Regions from separate parts of the Macaca mulatta genome. Here region 1 is linked to region 2. The links are chromatin contacts, called in public Micro-C maps. All regions are on one chromosome and are shown on one strand. The core of a region is the stretch at or near the end of the contact, and the rest is flanking DNA. Distances in the headings are between cores, read along the strand shown. Region 1 overlaps LOC106992921. Region 2 holds the start of ZFP36L2 (ZFP36 ring finger protein like 2).

Region 1 (3,829 bases), core at 1,190-3,689, 92 kb after region 2:
GGCGACCCTTGTAGCATCGGCATGCCTCATAAGAGCGTGAATGCCCCGGCGCATGTGTTTCTGAGTGTGCGCATTACTTTGCTGTGTGTGAGGTGTGTGTGCATACTGCTGGCTGTGAGCACCTATGGATGGGGGGGCTTAAGGGACTGGGTGTGTGCATGAGTGTAAATGTGTGTGTAAATGTGTGAGCACATGGAGGTATCCTCTCTCCTCTCTACTCCTTCAAATTTACTCCCATTCTGAAACGCCCAGGTCAAGCCCACTTCTCCAAGAAGCCCCCTCACTTTTCTAGGCCATAAGAAGCTCCCTCTGCTGAATCCCACCACCCCCTCCATCAGAATCACATACTCCACGGCTTTGACTGTTTTCCAGCGGATCTGCCTCCTAGAATGCCAGCTGTCCACATGTGGCAGGGCAAGGTGGGCATGCAGGCGCACATCCCTGCCCCTGTTCAACCATCAGGCTAGACCTCCTGGGGTCACCTCCCCCAGCCCCCCACGTGGGTTGTTTAATGGTGCTTTGGAGAAGGAGGGGCAGCAGCCTCAGTAGGGTCTAGTAAGCAGGACTGGCGGCCTCCAGCAGGCAGAGGCAGGTGCGCAGAGGTGGCTGCGTCCTGGGCTCCCTTCCTCCCTGTGGGGAGCAGCTGAGTCTCCAGGCAGCAGGATGGAACTCTACACTGGAGTCTCTCAGTGAGCTCCCAGGGTGGGCTCGTGGGGGTCCTGGGAACACAGAGACTTGGCCCCCTAGAGAGACCCTTGGGCCTCAGGGTAGCTGGTCCCATCCTTTGCTCCCTCCCCTGCACCCTCTAGGGGCCCCCAGCCTGGGCCCCAAAGCAGGGCTCCTTCTGATGTAAACCCCTCTCCTTCTCTTTCCCCTTCTTCCTCCCAGAGCACCAATTCCTCTGTGAACCCTGTGGCCTCTCCTGCAGGTACTACTGGGTCCTTTCTCTTTAATCGACTGGAAATCAGGCCTTTGCCGTTAGCCTGAGTTTCCTGACAGACTAGAGAATCATTTCAGCCATGAGCCAAGTCATCCTCACATGGACCACACTGGAAATCCTGGAGGCACATGGCCAGTTTAGTCTGTCACCCCACCGCCTGCCCTTCCCTCAGTCCTGGCCAGGCTCCTGCCTCAGGGCTTTTGTTCTAGCTGTTTCCTCTGTCTGAAATGTTCTCCCTCAGACTCTGCTTGGCTCTTCCTTCTCCAAGCTCCTGTTGAAATATTGGCCTCTTCATGGGGCCTCGCTGGAGCACCCAGCTTACTATGGTGACCTGAGTGAGGGCACACCCCTGCACCCACGGGCACTCCTCATCTCCCAGCCCTGTCTGCTTCCCCTCTTTCTTTCCATAGAACCCACTGCCTACATAAGGATTATAGAATGTGAGGCTGGGCGCAGTGGCTCACACCTGTAATCCCAGCACTTTGGGAAGATGAGGCAGGAGGATCCCTTGAGGCCAGCCTGGGCAACATAGCGAGACCTGTCCTTACAAAAAAGAAATAGAAAATTAGCCAGGCTTGGTGGCACACACCTGTAGTCCCAGCTACTCAGGAGGTTGAGGTAGGGGGTTCACTTGAGCCCAAGAGTTTGAGGCTGCAGTGAGCTGTGATCCCGCCACTGCACTCTAGCCTGGGTCACAGAGGGATACCCTATCTCAAAAAAAAAAAAAAAAAAAAAAAAGAGAGAATGGAATGTATTTATTCTGTCTATTATGCCTCCCCAACAAAAGGTGGACCCCACAAGGGCAGGAATCTTTTTTTTTTTTTTTTTTGAGACAGAGTCTCGCTCTGTCGCCCAGGCTGGAGTGCAGTGGCACGATCTCGGCTCCCCCCAAGCTCCGCCTCCCAGGTTCAAAGGATTCTTCTGCCGCAGCGTCCTGAGTAGCTGGGATTACAGGCGGATGCCATGACGCCCAGCTAATTTTTGTATTTTTAGTAGGTATGGAGTTTCACCATGTTGGCCAGGCTGGTCTCGAACTCCTGACTTCAGGTACTCTGCCTGCCTCGGTCTCCCAAAGTTCTGGGATTACAGGCATGAACCACCGCGCCCAGCGGAAGGCAGGAATCTTTACTTTTCTCACTGATGTCTCCCCACTGCCCAGAACTTGCCAGGCCATTTTAGGTGCTCTATAGACATTTACTTAGGTTGTCGCTGGCACTGGAGCTGACAGCAGAGAGAAGCTTGAGGGAAGAAGGGGGGTCCTCAAAGCCATGGCTGCTCCTCAGAGGGGAGGTGGGGGCAGGGGAAGGAGAGGGGCCAGGCGGCCACTGGATCTCTAGACCACCCACCCCACTTGTCCTCCTCCCGGGGGCGTGGGGGCATGTCCGCCCTGCACACGCATGTTGGCGCACACCTGCGTTCGCTGCATACGTGGCCCCACCTCCCACCTAGTCCATCTGCACGCGCAGCTGACGTGGCTGTGGTTTTGAGGCCCCAGAGGTACAGATTAGCGTCAGGGTGTCTGTCCTCTTCGGCTGCAGCAGCAGGCTGGGGTGGGGACAGGCACCCCCTGCAAGCAAGCACACAGAGGCCTTTCCTCCCTGAGCGTCTTGCACACACATGTGAACAGACAGGTGGTCCCCCAGGCTGGCTGTCCTTAGACCTCAGGCCCAGGAGCTGTGCACCTATCTGTACTAGGCCTTGCTGCAGGGGAACGGGGTGGGGGTGGGGGCAGAGGAAGTGGCTGCAGGCACCCTTCCTAGTGTCTGAACTTCCACCTTTAGTATTTGTGTCCGACGCATGGGCGCCCAGCTTTGTCAGTTCTTTCCTTTGAGGGAAGCGTTATTTCTTTTGCCTTCTCATGTCAAAACCACATCCCTGTGGGACGGGTTCCACATTCAGCCCTTAGTGGTGTCGAGCTTGTCTGCCCAGGGCTCCCTCATGCACACACCATGTGGCCAGTCCTGGGGAGCATGCTGGTTCCCTGCTCAGAAACCTGCTGCTGCCAGCTCCAGCCCCGCACTCGGACCCAGTGCTCGAGACCCTGCCCTGCGGCCTTCTCCACCCCAGGCATCCTGCTTTGTGAGGAGATGAGTGTGGCCTTGAGCCAGATGTCCAGGTTCAATGCCAGCTCTGTAGGACTGGCAAGTCACTTAGCCTCTGTGCCCAGGTTCTCTCCCTTGCAGAACTGTTGTGAGAGTTAAGTAGGTTCATACATGCAAAGTGCTTAGCACAACATCTACTGTGCAGGAAAGCTGTCCATTAATATTAGCTGCCATGATGATCATTTCCTGCCTCAAAGTCAGGAGGGCCGAGAAATGGCCTTGTCAGGGTTTTGCAGCCCAGCTCTGGCCTCCCAGACTGAGCCAGCTGCTTCCAGGTCACCTGGGAGCTTGTTGGAGACTCAGAGTCCCAAGCCACTCTAGGGGTTGTGACACAGCAGCTGCGGGCTGGGCTGGGGTGGTGGGGCTAGGGGCCCCACACTGGGGCCTGCAGGCATCTGTGGGACAGGAATTCCCTGCAAGGCCCTTCCCCAGTCTCAGACTGGTCCGTCCACCCAAGTCTTTCCACTTCTGCTTCTCCAGATCCCTTGTGCCTTGCAAGGCTCCTTTCCTGCAGGAAGTAGGCTCAGGAACCCTGCCGCCAACACCCCACAACCCATACTTCCTGGAGCCTCGGTTTCCTCAAGTATGAAAGGGGATAAAAAACGCCCACATCTCAGGATTCACATCAAGCGAGGTCTTAGATGGAAAGTGCCTGGCCCGTGGCAGCAAGGCTAGTTATTATTACTGCTGTTGGTATTATTGCCCGCACCCTGCACCTGCTGAGCACCTGCATGTTCCTCTGGGTGCCTGGCAGGGTCTAAGTGCCTAAACTCACATCAGGCGTTGG
Region 2 (4,071 bases), core at 1,091-3,590:
AACACTTTTTGTTCTAAGACCTAGCTGGTGAGACGTGAGGGACTTGGTAACATAAATGTGGTGATAACCACAGAAGAAGAATTATGAAACTGGCCCAACAAAGCCCAGCTCAATGGAAATGGCCAGCACTTCTTTTTTCCTCCATTTAAAATGAAATAAAAGCAGCTACATTATACATTTTATACTAGCAGGTACTCTGTACACAGCATGTCCCATAATATGTCCACATGTTATCTCCAGAATCCTAATCTGCAAAGTGGGTGTTCTCACAGCTCTTGACTGGGACTCACCCCAGATTTGGACGTTGATTCAAACAGATGTTTCCATTGGTTCTGTATCTGAAATCTTGTTACTAACCTAATAAAAGTGCCTAGGGAAGTGGCTGTTTCACACCGTTTGGTGAGATGTTTGGGGTCATCTCACCAAAGAACAAACCAGACCACAGTTGCCCAGGTATATCAAGGGATCAGTGTAGGGTAGGTGCTAAAAGTGAAACTGGTCCCTCTGAGGTCACCTACTCTTGGCTCTGAGTCCTAGGGTCCAGGACTTGGGTACCCCCACAGCTCTGCACTCATGAGTCTGTGGCTCTCTGTCCATCTGGCCATAGTTCAGAAGCCTGGCTTTCTCCACCCTTATGCTTTGTCAATTTGGTTTAATACATAAAGATGGTTTAGTTCTTGTTTGTCTTTTAAACACCTTCACAGATACCATTTGCACCTTGACAAAGGTGAGAGATGAATAAAGCAGGAATATTACCTTCGTTTTACAAGGAAACCCAAGTACCAAAGAGATGATGTGATTTGCCTAAGACCACATGATTTCTATGGGGCAGGGCCTGAACTCCAGCCCAGCATTCCTGATCCTTACCCTGGACTCTGGCTCCCTGGGCTGTGAGGGGAGTACAGTAGTGGGAAATGCAGGCTACACTCCAGGAACTCGAATCCCTGAGTGGCAGGCCTAGTTCTTTCCCCAGCGGGTCCTGGACCTTCCAGCTTCAGGTCCAAGCTTTTTGGCAACCTGTATGAGCGCGGAGCGAGAAGTGCCCTAGACCAGACTCCAGATCGTTCCTAGTGGGGCTGTCAGCGGCTTTAGCCTCACTGGGCGCTAGGTGGGGGTGTCTGCTCCGTACCCGGACGAAGGCGGGGCGCCCGCTGGCAAAGCGCATTTTCCAGCGCAAGCTGTTGGGGTGTGGGGCTGGCGGGAGAGGGAAAACAGGGGGGGCGCGCCCACCAACAGCGTCTGTGCAGCCCCACCTGGGCCGCGGGTTGGTCTCAGCCGGATCCTGCCGCCCTCATCGAGCTAAGGCTGGGCGCGGCGCCCCTACGGCCGGGGAGAGAAGAGCCGAGAGGACGCAACAGGCCCAGGCTGTGCCGGGCGGGGAGCCTCGGCGGGCAGCTGCGCCCCCAGCCCGAGGGCTGGGGGAGGCCGGGCCGACCAGCAGACGGAAAGGGTGGCGCTAAGTCGCCTTCAAGCCCGCACGGCTCTCCCGGCCTTTCCTCCTGTCCTCAGAGTCAGCTCCCCCGCCCGGGACGTCCCGCGCCACTCCGCGCCTTTGGCCCTGGCTCAAGGTCTTGTGATGTGATTAGCAAAGCCAGCGCCTTGTCCTCAGACACTCAGCCCTGCCCGGCAGGCCCCGGCGCTCAAGCCCTGTTTACTGAGCCTGGGCGGGGAGGGGGCGGAGAAACGAGCCCGGGCTCCACCGGCAAGACTGCCGCGGCGGCCGCCCGCGTGGCCACCACCACCCCCACCCCCACCCCCACCGCGACTCCACGTGCAGTCGGGCTGGAGCTGCCACCGACAGGACGCAGTCCCCGAGCCCCCGCCTCCTGGCCGAAGCACCCTTTGCAAACCCGCCGGGCCGCGCGGATGGTTGCGATATTCTGGCATTTTGCAATTCCCGCGCCCAGCACAAAACCAAAGGTGGGAACTAAAAGCTCCACAGGTCCGCCTCGGCGAACAGGGCAGGGAAAGACACGTCCAGGACTGCAGAATCCCGGCCACGCTAAATGTACCGGGGCTCTCCGACCGCGCAGTGCCAGAAAAGGAAAGCCGTGCCTTCCCGCCGCCACCCGGCGGCACCCACCGGGGCCGAAAGCTACACGCCGCACCGGGCGCCCGGGTCGCTGGCCCCGCCCCGAGGCCTCCCGCCCCCTTCCCCAGAGAAAAAAAATTGGCGGCGGCCAATGGGAGGCCGAGAAGGCGCCTGACGTTCGCGAGCTGGCGGGCGGCGTTGCCTGGAGACTCCGGCGGGGGCCCAGTTCTGTCCCCTCCCCCGGCGCGCCCGCCCCGCCGCAGCCGCACTCCCGGGCTCTATATAGGGCGCGCGCTCGCGGGCTGCAGAGTTCCAGCAGTCCGCGAGCTGCCGTCGGCTCCGCGGGGGGGGCGGGCCGGGCACCCCGGGGCGCGGAGGAGCGCTCCTCGCTTCTCTCCTTCCCCCCTGCCGCACTCCGCCGGACCCTCCCGCCGGCCCGCGCCGCTGCCCTCGCCCTCTCCTCTCGCCCCCCGGCAAACTTTCGGCCCCTCCCCGCCCCTCGCCCGTTATTCGTCGTGGCTCAAGCCCGGCCACGCCACCCCGAGGGCTCCTCCCGACCTCCCGGCCTGTCGCTCCGGCCACTGCGGGATCCAGAAACATGTCGACCACACTTTTGTCCGCGTTCTACGATGTCGACTTCTTGTGCAAGGTACGCCGGGGAGCGGGCCGGGCCGGCAGCAGCCGTTCCAGTTCTTGGACTTTGCCTCTGTCCCCTGGCCCTGGGGGACGCCCCTCCCGCCCTGCCTTTCGGGTCGGGAAAATCCCGGGGTTTGCAAAAGTGTGTGCGAGCGCCCTGGAGGAGGAGGGGGCGGCAGGGAGGGCGCTGGTGTCGCGGTTGAGTTTCTCCGCTGCCGACCGCGGCCACGCTGCCCGGGGCTTCCCGGACGGGATTCGCGCCGCCCACCTCGGCGGCCGGGGCGGAGGATCACGTGTCGAAACCCAGCGCGGCCCGCGGTGGGCGTCCTCCCCTCTCCCGCTCCCTCCAGCAAGATCTTGCTGCTTTTGCGTGTGTATGGGTGGAGGGTGGAGGCCGAGTCGGGATCCGCCAAGAGTGGGGGAAAAAGAGGAAAAGAATCAGGCTGGGAGTTTCTCTGTGGCTCGACCCGAGTCTGCCTTCCCCTTCCGTTTTTCATCCCTTCCACGCTCCCCTTCCTTTGGCAGACGGAGAAATCCCTGGCCAACCTCAACTTGAACAACATGCTGGACAAGAAGGCGGTGGGGACGCCCGTGGCCGCCGCCCCCAGCTCCGGCTTCGCGCCAGGCTTCCTCCGACGGCACTCGGCCAGCAACCTGCACGCACTCGCCCACCCCGCGCCCAGCCCCGGCAGCTGCTCGCCCAAGTTCCCGGGCGCCGCTAACGGCAGCAGCTGTGGCAGCGCGGCGGCCGGCGGCCCGACCTCCTACGGCACCCTTAAGGAGCCGTCGGGGGGCGGCGGCACAGCCCTGCTCAACAAGGAGAACAAATTCCGGGACCGCTCGTTCAGCGAGAACGGCGACCGCAGCCAGCACCTCCTGCACCTGCAGCAGCAGCAGAAGGGGGGCGGCGGCTCACAGATCAACTCCACGCGCTACAAGACCGAGCTGTGCCGGCCCTTCGAGGAGAGCGGCACGTGCAAGTACGGCGAGAAGTGCCAGTTCGCGCATGGCTTCCACGAGCTGCGCAGCCTGACTCGCCACCCGAAGTACAAGACCGAGCTGTGCCGCACCTTCCACACCATCGGCTTCTGTCCCTACGGGCCGCGCTGCCACTTCATCCACAACGCGGACGAGCGGCGGCCCGCGCCGTCGGGGGGCGCCTCCGGGGACCTGCGTGCCTTTGGCACGCGCGACGCGCTGCACCTGGGCTTCCCGCGGGAGCCGCGGCCCAAGCTGCACCACAGCCTCAGCTTCTCGGGCTTCCCGTCGGGCCACCATCAGCCCCCGGGCGGCCTCGAGTCGCCGCTGCTGCTCGACAGCCCCACGTCGCGCACGCCGCCGCCGCCCTCCTGCTCCTCGGCCTCGTCCTGCTCCTCCTCCGCCTCCTCCTGTTCCTCGGCCTC

The links. Hi-C and Micro-C count contacts between places; a contact is called where the count stands out from the background.
Region 1: a contact with region 2 is called in a Micro-C map of CD4 T cells, with 19 times the contacts expected there. The contact joins the enhancer-like site here to the promoter of ZFP36L2 in region 2. A contact is called at or near these places in 5 of 14 Hi-C or Micro-C datasets (CD4 T cells, blood, fibroblasts and 1 more).

Annotation. Positions count from the first base shown.
Region 1 is chr13:81,698,467-81,702,295 of T2T-MMU8v2.0, forward strand. The region is part of intron 2 of LOC106992921; the gene reads left to right. Among named protein-coding and RNA genes, the nearest start is that of ZFP36L2, 92 kb to the left of the region's middle. Within about 2 kb of position 2,440, at least 10 of the 40 cell types and tissues checked have an H3K27ac peak or open chromatin away from gene starts, as enhancers often do. A contact at or near this core is called in CD4 T cells, where this site is marked.
Region 2 is chr13:81,606,136-81,610,206 of T2T-MMU8v2.0, forward strand. It overlaps ZFP36L2 (ZFP36 ring finger protein like 2), which reads left to right and starts at 2,341. Exons shown (of 2, transcript XM_015112244.3): 1 at 2,341-2,681; 2 at 3,194-4,071. The coding sequence starts at 2,631.